2 separate regions of the Anas platyrhynchos genome follow, and region 2 is linked to region 1. Evidence: chromatin contacts called from public Hi-C data. All regions are on one chromosome and are shown on one strand. The core of a region is the stretch at or near the end of the contact, and the rest is flanking DNA. Distances in the headings are between cores, read along the strand shown. Region 1 holds the start of RBPJ (recombination signal binding protein for immunoglobulin kappa J region). Region 2 has its middle 20 kb from the start of SEL1L3.

The links. Hi-C and Micro-C count contacts between places; a contact is called where the count stands out from the background.
Region 2: a contact with region 1 is called in a Hi-C map of F5 follicle, with 2.9 times the contacts expected there. The contact joins the enhancer-like site here to the promoter of RBPJ in region 1. A contact is called at or near these places in 3 of 8 Hi-C or Micro-C datasets (F5 follicle, liver and subcutaneous adipose tissue).

What each region holds. Positions count from the first base shown.
Region 1 is chr4:60,648,935-60,652,938 of IASCAAS_PekinDuck_T2T, reverse strand. It overlaps RBPJ (recombination signal binding protein for immunoglobulin kappa J region), which reads left to right and starts at 1,263. Exons shown (of 11, transcript XM_072037727.1): 1 at 1,263-1,286.
Region 2 is chr4:60,730,637-60,734,236 of IASCAAS_PekinDuck_T2T, reverse strand. No RefSeq gene overlaps it. Among named protein-coding and RNA genes, the nearest start is that of SEL1L3, 20 kb to the left of the region's middle. Within about 2 kb of position 1,761, at least 5 of the 8 cell types and tissues checked have an H3K27ac peak or open chromatin away from gene starts, as enhancers often do. A contact at or near this core is called in F5 follicle, where this site is marked.

The DNA of each region.
Region 1 (4,004 bases), core at 14-2,513:
AAATGGTCTCGTTGTTAAATGGATCCAAGATCAGGCTCCTCTCGTTATGTCAATGTGCTGGAGCACAGCCAGGTCCTTTCTTTCTGTGGATACCTTCTCGTTACAGCACCCATACCAAGACTTCTGAGAGGTCAGTACAAGAGTCGCTTTATTGGTCTGGGTCTTAGCAGACTCCCAAATTACCTGCTAAACAAATAAACCTTGCCCGGAGGGGTTGTGGATGCCCCATCCCTGGAGGTGCTGGAGGCCAGGCTGGATGAGACCCTGAGCAACCTGACCTAGTGGGAGCTGTCCCTGCCCATGGCATGGGGCTGCAGCTGGATCGTTGAGGTCCTTTCCAATCCAAACCATTGTATGATTTTATTTTCTTATGCTTTTTGGTTGGAGAAGACACCAAAATTAAGAAAGAAAGGTTTTCATTAGATTTTATTGTTCAAAAATATGATTGTATGTAAGAAATGGGATCAGTCCTTGGCGCACCCACCCCTCTGAACCCCGACCTCCAACCCCTCGTTTGTGAAAGATTTTTATTTTCTGGTTGGTTTCTGGGCTTTGTGTGAGGCGATTTTTAAACTGAGCAGAAGGGAACGAAGGCACATGCGGTGTGCACTCCCAGATGGAGCTTTGTAGGGTGATTTTACAGACTTTGAGGCGGCAGTGGGCAGCCCGCACCGCTGAGGTGCCGGCCCCGGGGCCCCCCTGGCCGCCCCCAGCCCCTCAGCGCCCTCAGGGCCGGCCGAGCCCCAACATGGCGCCGGGACCCCACGGGGCACTGCCACAGGCTCGAGGCGCGGCGCGCGCCGCCCGCCCTCACCCAGCACACGGCGGGCGGGCCCACCGCGCCTCCCGCGGGGGGGGGGGGTCGGGGTATGGGGGCGGTGAGGAGGAGGCGGCCGCCAGCCTCCCCCCCCCCCCCCCCCCGCCTGCCGCCGCTAATGGTCAGCTCTGCCAGGCGTGCTGGCAGCGCCCCCCCCGCTGCCGCCCCGAGTGGTTTGCTCCCCGCGGGCGGGCAGTGCCGCTGTCGTGTGTCCCCACCCCCCCACGCTGTCCCCGCGTTGGTTCGTTCCGCCGGGCAGCCAGACGCACGAGCAGGCAGAGAGGGAATCCCCCAGCGGCCAAGTCTCGCGAGACTCCCCTCTTTCCCCTCTCCCCAGCGCCGCGCACTCTCGCGAGACCTCGCCGGTTCCCACGCCGGGGCTGTTGTGTCTGAGGGGAGAGCCCGGGCGCTCTGCGTGTGTGTGTCTCCCGCGCTCTGCGCATGCGCGACGCCGTCCCGGGGAGGGGAGGTGCGAGGGGAGCGGGAGGAGGAGGGAGGGGAGGGAGGAGAGGGAGGGGGGGTGTGTGTGGAGGCAGCTCTCGCGAGAGTAGGAGTTTTGGCGAGAGTTTGTGGAAGATGGCGCCTGTTGTGACAGGGTAAGTGCGGGGGGACGGCGGCGCCGCGCCGGGAGCGCCGCGCTCCGGGGGCTCCCCGCCCGCCGCCCGCCCGGCCCCCGGCCCCGCCGCCGCCTCAGGGAGCCCGGGGGCGACCTCCGGGGGCCGTGCAGGCGGGTCCCGGCCAGCCGAGCCCCCGCCGGCGGGGTCCCCCCCGGCTGGGCGCAGCGCTCTGAGGGGCGCGGGGCGCGGGGCAGGGCCCGCGGGGCTCCCCCCGGGCTCCCTGAGGCGGCCGGGCCCTGCCCCTCCCACCCCCTCCTGAGGGGCTCCGGGCTCGGGGCTCGTCCCCGCGGGGTCGCCTGGGCCCGGCCGTGCCCCCCCGGGGTGCGGGCAGTCTGCGGGTGCTGCCGGCCGGGCAGCCCCTGTGTGGGGGCACGGGGCCGAGCTGCCCCTCCTCGCCTCCCCTCCGCCGCTCTGCGGGCTCTGCTGGGCGCCCTCAGCTCCTAACCCCGCACGGCCAAGGGCAGCGGGCTCCCCGCCCCGCTCAGCCGCCGTGTGTCGCGACAGGCGATAGCTGGCGATGCTTTTAGCCATGCTTTGGGGGGGCTGATCGCGGCTGCCCCGCTGCTCCGTGTGTCCCTGTAACCAGCGGCACCCCCGGAGCCTCCTGCAGCCCGTGGGTAGCAGCAGGCACCCGGCTGGCACGCAGCGTCCCATCGCACCTGCGGGGTTACGCGGAGTGTCGCTGCCCTTGCCACATCTTGGGCTCTCCTGCCTGCCGTAAGGGCAGTGCCCTTAATTTTGGAGCACGCTGGACGCGTGTAACCTCCTATCTGCCAAGGGAAGGGACAGCAGGAGAAGAGCGGGCCCTGCCTGCGCTCCACCTGGTTGTTCCAAGTGACATTGTGAGGGGTGAAAGCACCGCCGAGCCCGTCCAAAAAGTGGACCTTATTTTGTGGCTTCACACTGCGCCTGTGACCTTCTGTCTTCCCCGTGGGATTACATTGTCTCCAGCATGGGCTGTGTGGTTAGGGAGCGCAACAGCCTGCTTGGGGGTGGGGTGGAGTTGGTGGTGGATGCTTTTGTTCTCGTGGAGAAGGTAGCATTATGGTATTTTGTTGTTTTGGTTGGCGGCAGCAGTGTTTCCAATTCCTCGCTCTTGTCTGTCAAAAACTATATCGAAGCTCGTGCCTGATTTCTCTCCTGATAAAGGCATCTTGCGGCTCATACACATTTTCCCAATTAAATGTTCTTTGGTGAAGCTGGTCGTATTTGTTATGGTTCCTGCAGTGTGCTATTTTAGAGGTTACAGTTGAAAGAAGAAATGCTTTTAAAGTTTGCTGCAAGTGGTACTCTGTGTCCTAGTGAGCAATTAAGCTTTTCCACGTTTCTGTTAGTTTACTGATCTGAATATTTGGGCTCCATTTCCTTCTGTTTATTGATTATTACAGGTTGGTCAAAAATGTTCTCGTGTCTGTGACGTTACAGTCAGCCTTCGTGGAAATACGTTAAAATGCCGAGAATGACAAACTCTGTACTCTTTTTTTTTTTTTTTTTAATGGGCGATCAAATTAAAAAAGCATTTTAACAAGAATACAAAACACTGTGTATAGCTTTGGGTTTTAACCCTGGAGTTACTGTTCAAAACTTCTAAGTTGAGTAATTCTCTGAAAAAGTTGTCTCACTTTCTTATTGTTTATTACTTTCTACATTGATAAAAAGAAGTATGTCAAGATTGGCTAATGTTGGAGTTAGATTGCATCGAGGAGCCTGGGGTCTTTACGTAGGAGCAGTTTTTGGGCTACAGCTGTGGTGCTGTGCTGTTTGTGCACGTTAGCACACTCGACACAATTTGATGATACTCCAGTAACTGACTTTTTTTTTTCCAAACAGTCAGTAAAAATGTTTTTTCTTTCTCGGCTGTTCTGCAAAAGCTGAGTAGTGAACTAGGGAAAAAAAATGCTTGAAGTTAAAAAGCTGTAAGTGGAGTCTGTACTGCCCAAACACTGCCTGGTGTTTGAGTGGCGTGCCTTTCTTATGGGTGCTCAAGCTTTTGAGATAAAGCATATGTTTTTTCTGTAGCCAGTGTAGGCTGCGTGTGAAAACACAGCTTTTCCTGCGAAAGCTGCACGCCTAAGCCTAAGTTATGGTTTGTGCAGTGCTGGGTGGAATAGTAAGAACTTACTGGAGTAATTGTGGGGGGGAGTCAGGGTACGATACCAGTTTATTACCTGCAGCACGTTGCATGCTTTGTGCATCGTGAGGAACGGTTCGATCCAAACAGCTGGCGTGTATGGGATGGCTGAAAGCCCACGGTATCAGACCTGGGTCTAGTAAGGTATGCAGAAACATGGGGCAGTTACTGAAAATGAACTATTTGTGAGGTGATTTTAACCAAAGTGGATCACTTATGGCTGCAATAATAGGATAGTGCTTGGGGGTTTTGTGGAGCGTTTTTGGCTTGTGAGCAGTTTAGGGAAACTCGTTGTTTTAAGATGGCAAAATTAAGGAAAATGTTAGTTAAGTAGAGTTGCCTGTTTTGGGTGCAAAGCACGTTGTTTAAATGATTACTGATGTTATAAAAATACCTTTAGGCCTTGATTAGCTTGAAAATGGCTGTAATGCAACAATGT
Region 2 (3,600 bases), core at 512-3,011, 81 kb before region 1:
TACCTTAAAGACTCTTTTTGGTAGGCTTGCAGTTGGCTGCAGCTTCTCTCTAGTCACATCTGATTGGATCTGCAACCAGCATGGGAGGTCATTGAGCAGAGGGATGTTAAAATACGAGTGCAGGTGCTGACCTGAAAGAAGATCAAAGAGAACGAGGCATGTGCTCAGAGTCATCTGACAGGTCTTCCTACCTCAGGAAGGACAGCAGGCCTCTCCAACTCAACCCAAACTTCATATTTTTGCTCTAGAATCCAGCCTGTCCCTACAGGAACAGACCTGCTTCAATGGGATGGATGCACTGAATGCAGCAACGGAAAATATAAGGTCAGCAGGCCTCTGGGGAATCTTACTTGCTATTTAGTAAATACTTTTTAAAAATTCCCTAAAAAACAGTGTTAACTTTGTGGTGACATTACTGAGATGTAATACATGTGGCTGCGTGTGATGGGCGTTCTGCAGGCTGCTGTTTTACAGTATTATATGATCTTAGCCTAGTTAAGAACAAAGTAAGACATAATTAATTAATTTATCATGGCAAACAAGTCAGTGTTACCGAGTAGGTTGTCCTATTATTTTATTTGAAAATAATGCATTTTACTCTTTGGGCTTAAAGAAGTCATTACCCTATTCCTGCCATGATAATCAGTCAGCCTGAGACTACAGGTGGGTAAAGCACTTAGGTGTTTTCTTCAGATCCTACTGTCAGTGGCATGTAAGCATCTCTTTAAAATTAGAAATGAGAATTTGAGAATTAGGTTGAATTGGGGCCTTGGTAGTGATGCACGCAATTGTAGCATGAAGCCAACCTTCCCAGTGACCAGTAGATGGGGCAAGCGAGCCTCTTTACAGTTGTGACCAAGATTTTTCTGTATGCAAAGTTAAAATGTAGCCCTCGTTGGCTCTTAGTTCAAAAGTCTAGTTCGAACTCTCTTCACCTTTGTACTGTAAGGGTAAATTACGTACTTTGACGCAACTGGATTATTTTCTTTACAAACATGTGTCGTAAACAATTGTTCTCTTCCTTGAAATTCTGAGATTTAAAATGATGTTCCTTTTCGCACAGGGATGGAAACAAATCTTTTGAAGGTTTTGTTGTGAGAAGATATGGGAATGAGCGTTCCCTCCCCAAAACTAGCCAATAGTTAGATGTTTACAACGCTCACGGCGATGCAAAGGATCCAAGTTTTAGTCCCTGGTAGTCTTCCACGTGCCCATAGAGTGTATCCGTAACAAGATCACCTTACCTGCCTACTTAGGTCACCTGCTCCAGTTGTCTCCCCCAAAAGCTGTTGTCACTTTTATAAATTTATCCATGCACCAGATTTGTGCAGCCTACCCGGGTGACCACAGCTGTTGGTCGCAGACTATCGTTCTGCCCATGCTTCTGGATCCCACTCATACTCCATGTGATGTACTTATCCAAAGAGAGGCTGACCCCCAAAATAAGTCAGCCCCCAAATACTGCCTGTCGTAATGATTGAAAGATTTGTCTTAAACATGAGGGAACGTAGAGTCCTTATTTTTTATCTATAGTTTCTGCACGTTCTTCTACACATTAGCTCCCTAACTGCGCTCTGCTCTGTCCTTCATGCTCACCTTGGTGGCGTGAGTTCAGGAGATGTATTCTTGCAGTCAGTGTGATGCAGCTGCAAGAGCCATTTGCTGCCTTGCACTGAGCCAAAAACTCCAGTGACATTGGCCTTGTGAGAGGTAGGAAGCTTGCCAGGTGCAGAGCCCAGTGACGACAGGGAGCTCCTGCTTGTCTCATAGGCAAGATATTGTTCAATTAGTTGGGCATATCTTGCCCTTGTGGAAGCAGCTCCCACTGTTCAGCCTTGAAAAAAAATAATAGTTATACTGTATTTATCTTGTTTTATTTTAGAGTAGGGCAAGCTTTCTGAGGTATTTGGGTGGAGGGGCAAAGAAACCTGTATCTATATTAAACTGGATAAGCCAGGCAAATACAACATGTTAGTATAAAACAGAACATCATGGCTATCTTTAAAATAAAATAATAATAAAAAAAATCTCTTACTCCTCATATTTTCAAACTCTGAAGCAGGGGTAATAGATGTAAGCCTGCCTTCTTGGATATGTAGGGAAAACTTCAGCTGCTGGGCTTTGACCGACTGGTTTAGCACAGGGGTCTACATGCCACCATCTGTCATTATCCATTTGTGATACCTAAAACTTTTCTCTGGGTGGGAGAGAGCGCTGAGGAATCCCTGGCTGGATCAGTGTGACTTTGTGCTCTTGCCTGAAGCTGCTATCGAGATGGTAATACTGGGTATGGAGGGGGACAAGGCTGGAGCTGACACAGGCTGAGAGCAGCTCCTTTGCAGGTAGGAGTGTAACCAGACTCTACAGAGATCTAAGCTGGTAAGACTTTGGCTTATCTTCTCCTACAGTGTACAGAATCTGGGCATTTTTCCAACCTAATCTATGTTTTTGAAGAACCATCTATATTATCTTTTCCTCATATGACTTAAAGGGTGCTCCAGCTTCTTTCTCGGCCGCGTGATGCCCTCAGACTTCAGCCCTAGCACTGCCTCCTTCATGGTGAGCAGCCTGACTCAGACCAGGATCCTCACAGTCACGTTCCTACAGCCTGCCACAGTCCTCCTTTCTTTAGTTTCCAGTCAGTGGTGGTGATCATACAGGAAAATTTCCTCAGACTTCTGCCACATCTTCCTTTGCCTTTGAATGTTTTATTGGATCGCTAAGTTTTGGATGAAATTGCTCTGTGTGTTTTCGGCTAGAACTTGCACTGTGTTCATTGTGTGCATCTTGACCACCTGCTTTCCTCTGATTTCACCACTGTCTGCATGGTCTTATAATTATTTTTCTTTTTGTCCTTCCCTGTTCCTGGAGAAGTGCTCTCCGGTAAGCTGAGCAGCGTTACTATCACTGAACCCCTCCTTTCACATTCCACTCTTCATCTTCCCTCAAGAGCCCCTACTTTTGCTCTCCATTTTCTTCTTTGCTGATGTAAAGAACTGTTTTATAAGAAACACGCTGCTCCCATGGTAGGTATAAAAGCTTGTCTCGGACTGCACGAGCTCCTCAGGAACTCGGGCTGTGACACAAACGCAGCACGAGGCAGCTGGGAACACCTACAGCATGCGATGGTTTACAGTAAGCCAACTGTTCAGTGACATGCTGGCCTCTGAGGAAAGCTATGCGTGCTGTTAGCCAGAGGTATCTCAGGAGGATTGAGAGTCTGTCTGCGATTTGGCTCCTCACAGACAGCAGATGTTCCATCAGAAGGTGAAGCATGCAGTAAATGACCGTATTTACTTGAGGCAAATCAAGACAAGGCAGCGGGCCAGCCAAGCATGTTTACTGCTGCAGGAATGCTTTTGTGCTGATGCAGCATCTTTCACCCCAGATCTCAAAACGTTTTGAGAAGCGTTAACAAACGCAAGCTAACTCCAGTGTTTGCAGGCCTGTCTGAACCACATGATTGCTACCTGCTTTGGTTACTGCCAGCCAGAGAGCCCACACCGATTTTGGGACTGCTGTGGTTACGTGACCGAGTACTTCCTTAGCTGTGTAGATGGTGTCTGCAGCTGGAGCTGAGCTCATGCTGATGCAGCTACA